2 separate regions of the Oryctolagus cuniculus genome follow, and region 1 is linked to region 2. A link is a contact called in public Hi-C data. All regions are on one chromosome and are shown on one strand. The core of a region is the stretch at or near the end of the contact, and the rest is flanking DNA. Distances in the headings are between cores, read along the strand shown. Region 1 has its middle 310 kb from the start of LNPK. Region 2 holds the start of HOXD12 (homeobox D12).

Region 1 (3,966 bases), core at 613-3,112, 400 kb after region 2:
AGAGAAGTAAGATCAGTGATCTTCAAACAGCTGGTGGACATGAGGTGAGTACCTGTTGGGCTTTTTGGGCATATAGACAATAAAGATAGCAGAGGGGTTGGTGGGGTCTGAGGAAGCTTTATGGAGAAGATGAGTCTTGAACTTGACTTTATGCCTGGTAGAGCATTTTGTGTAGAACAGAATAAGCAAAAGAAGAAAGCTTAAACTTCATCTGTTCAGTAGCACAGCCATCACTTAACAAACATGGGACACCTACAGAATTATATAATCAGGAGAATGAAGACGTGAGTTCCTGACCTCAAAGAATCTACAGTAGAAGACAAAATACAGAAAGGATAGAACTAACCTCATTACAAAGGAAACACATAGGTGCTTGGAGGAAAATCCATAGAGCCACAGAGAGGCGCTCTGGGGAAGTTTCAGAAGACTGTAGGAGGCAAATCCAGCAGGTGGCTCCAGGAAGGCAGAGGGGCTGTGCAGATCGTGCCCATGGCTGTGGATGATGCCACGCCTGGAAAAGAAAACGGAGCCAGCACAGACCAAGTCAGGCAGGCAGGGACATCTGCTCTGTGTTTGGACAACAGGTGCAACTTGAGGAAAGCAGAGGTTCTGAGTAGGGAGAGCTTGGGAAGATGGGTAGGGGCTAGGTCTCGATGTCCTTAATTGGCAGGTAAAGGAGTTTGAGTCGTTTGTGGATGATCATGGGTTTTCTTTAACGTGATCTTTAGGAAAGTACCTGTCTCTGGTTACCTATCAGGAAGCACTGGATGTGGGGACGTGGGTGGCACTAGCACAGGGAGACCTTACAGATGAGGGCCGTAACCCAGGAGGAAGCCAGTAAGGGTCTCATAGGCATGCATCTGGGGGAATTAGCATCCTGCTAATGTTAAGAGGCCCTGAGTGGTGAAGGGGCACCTGTGAGCATTTTTCACTGACCCCCCGCTGAGGGGGCCGGAGAGGGGCCTGACTCATGGATCGTTTCCCAAAGGACACCGTGTGCTTACCTCCAGGAAAAAGCATGCGGATGTCTGTGGTGCTGTCCCTCTTCCCCCAAGAAGCATCCTGAACTTGAGACAGGCCGTGCCTCGCATCTGTACCATTTTTTTCCCTGAAACAGATTTGAGCAAGTCCTCGCTCACAGCCGTGCTTGCCACCCACCCCCTGGTGTACAACACCAGAGCCTTCCTATAAATCTTTGACCTTTAAAACAAACTCTTACTCGGCCAAGGGTCGAGCAATTTCCTTGAGTAGGACTTGAAGTTTTCAGAATATACATTTCTCTCCCTGTCTGATTCAGGAGCAAGCTGGGTTTTTTTTTATTTGATTTGTTTTCTGCTTTTAGTTTTTTAAGTGGAATCTCCTACATTTCCTCAGGTAATCTCCATATTCCGAGAAAAAAAATTTGGATTATGATTCCTGTTTTGCAGATTGGGTTGAGATAACATAGCTGGTAAAAGATGACCCCAAGGTTAAAACTAGTTGTAGACCTCAGGAGGGAATCGGTGATCAAGAGAGCCCCCCGGGGGAGGCAGCAGGAGCCTGCCGATGTCCAGAGAGTTTCTTCCAGGTTCCTCTAGCATGTGTAGGCCACACTGAGGTCAGGTTCAGACAGCACATTTGGAACTTTGAGCTCTGCCTCCGTTTTAGGGACTATTTCAATTTTCCATTCTGCGTCAGGTCTGTTCAAAGAGATTTCTAACTGGCACAATGGTGTTCTCACTCACATTCTCTGCTGAGGTCCTTGCTGGCTAAGTCATGCATCATTCCGGCTTCCCTTGGAAGTAGTCCTCTCTTTCCCCTTCCAAGTTACCGATGGCTTTAAATGTCAGAACTGATCCCAGCAATAAAAACGGGCACCTCACTTGCTTGCTCATCTGTATATCCAAGTTCTATTTAAAGTCTCCAGGCCATTGGTTTACTGAGCTCACTCTAGAAGTTTCCAAGGAATCCCCAAGGACTTCCCAAGCTGAAGTGTGTCTTCTTTACTGATGAAGTGGCATTGTTATCAGATTAGAGGATTTTGCGGATGTGTTTGTCATTACATCTGGCCACAAAGTCTCCTGTAGCACACTCGGAATTAGCTCTGATCTGGTTGTGTGTGTGTGTGTGTGTGTGTGTGTGTTTTATCCTTTCACCTTTGAAATGTAAACCCCGGAAAAGTAAGCAGACACAAACCAGGCTGTGGGGGTGTGTGTTGGACACTCAGCCGTCTGGCAGGGCCTTTAGAATGTCACATTAGGGCCGTGCCTGGATTCTCTTTTGGCAACCTTCACTGTGATGGGGGTGGCAGGTGAGGGCAGGGTTGAAAGGACAACCTCCCCCTCCTGTGAACTCAGGGTTGGCTCTCATTAGACAGCGGCCAAGCTGCCAGAGAACGCCCGGCTCTCACACTGGAGCTCTCGCGTTAAGCCCTTGGCAGCCTCGCAGTGGGGAAAACATGCCTTTTGGGGACTCGTGACTAATTCCCTACATCATGGCTAATGCATCCCAGGGTGCTAACTTCAGCACACCTGCCTCTACTGCTAGCAAGGTAATGAGAGCGCTTGTGAGTTACTGGTCACTGACAACATTTATAATATTTTCAACCTAGCGTTATGGCGTAGGTCAGTGTGCAGCATTCACTAGGAGTGGGTGGATTCTGTCGCCAGGGGAGCCCTGGTTTTATGGGCAGTTGGTTGGTGAAGTGGATCAAAACCCTTTATAAATGAAGTGGATGCGTTGGGAAAGGTTCTAGGTGTCCCATGATACCCCATTAAATTTTGTTACTAATTACATCATCAAGAGGTAATTATAGCACTCTGAGGCCAGAGATTTTAAAATCATAACCATCAGGAAATTTAGCCCATAAAAGAGGTATGCACTGGCCTGGAGAACTAGGATGGTTGAGAGAATGTGGGGGTGGTGTGGGGTACAAGTTTGGAAATCCAGATTGCTTGAAGCCAGTGAGCACCTAAACACATTGGTGGTGGGTACCTCCTAGCCTGCACCATGGAGTTTGGGTGTAGCTGCATTGGCGGCACACTTTTCAATTTTAGAGGATAAAAACTTATTTAATTCACTCAAGAAGGTGCCTAGAATAATTATTTTACTTTCTCAAATCATTCCAGTTTTGTTTTTTGGTAGATTCTCAGAAAGCTGAGCTGATGATATTCAGGTTAAAGAAAGAAAAGAAATGTGAACTTCCTTTGAGCAGCCCTTCAAGATAACAGAGCTTTTTGTTCTTATTTTTGTTTTGTTTTGTTTTGTTTTTGACCGGATGGCCACAGGTAAATGCATTGCAGTGAGACACAAGTTAGCCTGGCCTCTCTGCAGAACTCTTTGGACCTGGTCTCCGAATCCTGTCCGGGTGCTCCTTTGCATTTCTGCCCTGAACCAACTACAGTGAAGGGCTTGCGCCTCCTTTCCTGAAAGGCACTGTACCAGCGTGATTACCAGGATGGACTCCCTCGAATTGTTTTCTGGCCCCTCCAGAATAATCTTATGTATTAGTGAAGGTAACATTGGTTTCCACAACAAAAATACCCCCAAATTAACAGTGCTTGACACAATAGAAGTTATTTCTCACTCCTGTGACAATTCAGCGCTCCTGTCCCTGATGAACAGTCCTCCATATTGCGACTCAGACCTGAGAATCCTGCACATTGGGCTGCTTCTGTCTCTAGAACCCCAGCATTTTCTGCATCCAACCAGGAGATTAATGGAGAGTATAGAGAAGGCACAGCCAATAATTGGCTAGGTTGGAGGAGATATACAACCCTTTCACTGTTTTCCATGGGTAAGGACTAATCACATGGTTTCACCAAGATGCAAAGGAAGCTGGGAAATGTAGTCCCATACTGAGTACTTGCTTCTTATAGTCATCTATGATAGGGACAGCACAAATTTCAGGAAAGAGTTTGGGCAAGGTAATTCAACTCTCTTAACTCATCTACAATACAGAGACAATAAAAGTATCTACTTTTAGAA
Region 2 (3,812 bases), core at 721-3,220:
CTTTGGCCATATTTAGAGCTGGTGCATAGGAGGACCCCTCTTCCCCTTCCTGACTCCCTTCACCACTCCCTGGACACTGAGCACACCTCCCTGAGCAATGCAGCCTCAAAGCAGACCAGCAGCTCCCCATAGCAGAGCTCAGCTCTGGGGGCCCAGTCACAAGATGCATGGGCTTAGCCCATGTGAAAAGCTGGAAGTAAGGAGATTTTTGCCAATCTTGTCTGGAGACTGTAGCTTGCTCTGTGGGCCGAGCCTCCCTCATCCCTTCTCTGGGAAGGAAGCCTCTGAGCCATTCTGTCCAACTGCAGGGGCCAGCCCAGTCCACATTCCAAGGTGTCTGGCCACCCAGCCCCTCCCCTCTCCTTTCCTCTAGAGGTCTGAGGTCTAGGACAGCTGTAGTCCTCCCAAATTGGCCAGGGTAGAAAGGTGAGTGGGGGGAACGAGGAGGGATGGCACCCCATCCTTCCTCCAGACTGGAGATCCTGGCTTTGCCACAAAGGGCTGGTGGCAAAGACGCCGAGCTGTATCCACAGCCCTTTCCACGGTCCTGAGGCCTTCCTATATTAATTTCCACTCTGAGCTCTGAGTAGGTGCCTCTTAATGCAGTCAGGGCTGGGAAGGGGGGGAGGGAGAACTAACCAGGCGCAAACAGAGAAATCCAAGTACAAGGGAGCAAAAGTGAGTCCTGGGTGCAGTGTCCCAGCAAAGAGTAAGTTTGGGTGACCCGAAGTTCCACACGCGGAAACCAAAAGGCCAAGGTTGCACTCCAACTTCCGAAGGCCCCTTCATCTGCCTCTCTGAGAGGAGGAAAGCGAGGAGGCCCAACTGGTCTCATCTCTAGATCTTGCTAGCTTCTGGGGCTGCAGGCAGAGCGGGAGATGAGGACAAACCAGCGGAGAGGGCAATGGGGGAGGGGGGAGGAAAGCCCCAGCTCCAGCCCCAGCTCCTCCTCCCCATGCCAGGCCTCCATCCAAAAGGGCAGGCCCGGGCTGCCCACAGCCACGCATGTGGTCAGTAGAGCGCTAATGCTTGCTCGCGCAGCACCACGCGCTTTTTCTTCATGCGCCTGTTCTGGAACCAAATTTTGACCTGCTGATCGCTGAGGTTCAGCCTGTTGGACAATTCCTTGCGTTTCTGCCGGTTGATGAATTCGTTGACGAGGAATTCGTTCTCCAGCTCTGCGATCTGCTGCTTCGTGTAGGGTTTTCGCTTCTTGCGGGCCCTCCCCGGGGCAGCCCCCCATGGCAGGCCTGCAACACAACCCCAGCGCACCGTCAGTCGAGCCCTCTCCCTGTTGGCTGCCCGTGCGCCCCCCACCTCCTCCGGCAGCTCCCCTTCCTTTACACACTCCCCTGCACCCCACCTCCCATCCCGGCCCGAGGAGCGTGGGCACCGTTTACCGTCGGGCAGCGAAGGTCTCAGGCAAGAGGAGACGCCTGCCGCCTGCACTGTCATGTTCAAGTTGAGCGTGCCCTTCGTATCCTCCTTGAAGCCGGCGGCGCAGGGGGCCCCCTGGAGCAGGGTCGCAGAGCCCGGCGCGGCACGGCCCATACCCACGTAGTCGTATTTGGCCTTGAGAGCAGCGGCTGCAGGGGCCAAGCTAGACTCTGGGACGAAGGGCGGCCTCGTACGGCCGCGCTCCTCCGGACTGGCGGCTGCTTCCGGCGAATAGAACTTGGCCTGCTCTTCGGGTCCGTCCTTGGCGCCCGGGGGCTGCAGGCCCAGAGGCCCGGAGCCGGCCAGGTAGGACTGCGAGAAGCCGCCGAAGGCAGTGGCGCCCGCAGGCTGCGCGGGGGCGCACGAGGCGGGCGTGGCGGCCCAGGGCAGCGCGCCGCGAGGGTACGAGATGGGGGGAAGCGCGGCCAGCTGGCTGCCATTCGGCCGCAGGTTGGAGAAGTAGAAAGAGTCAGGCGACTGCAGATTGAGAAGCGAGCCCACATAGCCCGCTCTGTAAAGACTGCGCTCACACATCTCCAACAAAGGGCTTCGGCTGCGCTCGCAACAGTATTTAGTTACAACCGGGAATAAGAGGACAGGCTCAGGCGATTGGACGAAACTTTGCCTGCAGGTTCTTCAAAGCCGGTCATTTCAGCACCGCCTACATCCCCCGGCCCGTTTTCCCCCCCTTCAGGGTATTATGATAACACCCGCAATGTTCGATGGCGAAGGAGGAGGCTGCCGGCTGAGCAGAGACATGTAGAGCAAAGGCGAAGCCTGCAGGTTTCCCCGCCAGGCTTCGGGAGCTGGGAGCATCCGGTGGAGGGGGTCTTTGCCCCAGTGTCCCTTGGGACTCTTCTCCATCTTCATTGGCTTTTCAATCCCGTTTTCCGCAGGCTACCTGGGCCTGGCCTGTTTCTACCAGCTTTAAGTTGCTGCTGAGGCATTTTCCAGTAACGGGCGCCTCTCGCCTAGTCCAGAGAAGGTGCGGCCTGGCAGAGCCGCCAGCTGTGTTCCCGGGCCTGAGCAACACCACTCCTACCCCAATCCCTCCCATGGAGGCCCTCTTGAGGCCTCTGCCCCGGGAATCCGGCCACAGAGATCCACTTGCTGCTTGGGTCCTCAAGCTGCAGACACAGCCTGAGAGACCTGCTAAAAGCAGAGAGGTATCACAAGGTATCCAAAGTTTGGCAGCCAGGAAGGAGGCCTCACACCACTCTTGGTGTGCATCTCACCATCACCACCACCCCCAGGCCAGGAACTCTGCTCCTTAGGAAAGCTGCCATCCAGGTCCATGGAGCATGCAGGCCAGGCAACTTGGCAGCTCCATGCGCCAGTCGTGGCCAAAGGCTACATTCCTTTTATCGCCAGGATCACCTTGGCGGCTGATCCTGCAAACCAGAACTCCAACGTATTCATCCACCCCGAGGCTGGCAGAACAGTGCTCGATCCCCAGACCGCGTGTGGAAAAGCGGAAAAGCCAGAGGCCACCTGGCCGCGCAAAAAAAGCAGGCGCACCGAGGCAGCTGGCAAGCAGCGTTCCTTGCCCCGGCGCCTCCCGGCGCGCGGGCTGGTGGCGGGTTCACGGGTCTGGCGAACAGAGGAGCTGGACGGGTAGTGGTCGCTGGCGGGGAGCAGTGTGCGCAGCAGCCCGGAGATCCTCCTATCTAGTCTTACCAAAGGAGTAGGGGTCCTCCCCCCCTTCTCAGGTCCCGAGGCCCCCAGAGACCGGACGAAGGGCGTCTGCCCCAACCCGCGGCAGGCCTCGCGGTCCCCAAGCCAAGATGGAATTGGTTAGACCGCCAGCTCCGGCACCGAGACCACACAGGCGCCGCCGGAGGGCAAGGCTGACCACCGCGCTGTGACTTTATTGTGTGAGTTATGGCGACCAATTGGGCGGCTCTGGGGAATGCAATCAGCTTCTTCCTCCCGCTCTGAGGAGGGGGTAGCGGGTGGGGGTGGGGAAGCCCAGGGCTCCTCAGGGCTCTGCCAGTTTCCTTAGGAGACTTAACTCCATTCTCTGGCATTTCATGATGCAGGCACAAACTACAACCCCACTTTCTAGAAACGGGGAAACCGGGCCTTAGGTCCCCAATAGCTTTCATTTTGGGGGAATTCGCCCTGCTTCCAAGGAGCCGCAGCCTCTTCAGGCCGGAAATCCAGTCACGGGGTCCCTACGCTCCACGCTTCTCGGTGCACAGAGAACCCCCGTGTTTCTAAGCCCAGGGGCAACTCCCTCGGACCCCTTGGCGGACTCACAGCGGCTGTTTGCCCCTCAGGGCTTAAAGGCACGAAGGAACTACATGAGACAACAAAAAAGACAAGAACGGCTAGACTCCCTCCGTAGCTCCTTGCCCAGCCGCCCTGCTTCATCC

What was found. A called contact is a pair of places that touch in the nucleus more often than the background predicts.
Region 1: a Hi-C map of liver shows a contact between it and region 2, with 6 times the contacts expected there. The contact joins the enhancer-like site here to the promoter of HOXD12 in region 2. A contact is called at or near these places in 5 of 6 Hi-C or Micro-C datasets (ear pinna, embryonic fibroblasts, liver and 2 more).

What each region holds. Positions count from the first base shown.
Region 1 is chr3:65,530,874-65,534,839 of mOryCun1.1, forward strand. No RefSeq gene overlaps it. Among named protein-coding and RNA genes, the nearest start is that of LNPK, 310 kb to the left of the region's middle. Within about 2 kb of position 1,863, at least 1 of the 8 cell types and tissues checked has an H3K27ac peak or open chromatin away from gene starts, as enhancers often do.
Region 2 is chr3:65,129,628-65,133,439 of mOryCun1.1, forward strand. HOXD12 (homeobox D12) reads right to left here and starts at 1,971. Exons shown (of 2, transcript XM_002712302.4): 1 at 1,401-1,971; 2 at 987-1,250. The coding sequence starts at 1,971. The coding sequence ends at 1,012. It overlaps LOC138849163 (a long non-coding RNA gene), which reads left to right. Exons shown (of 3, transcript XR_011387582.1): 2 at 1-3,311.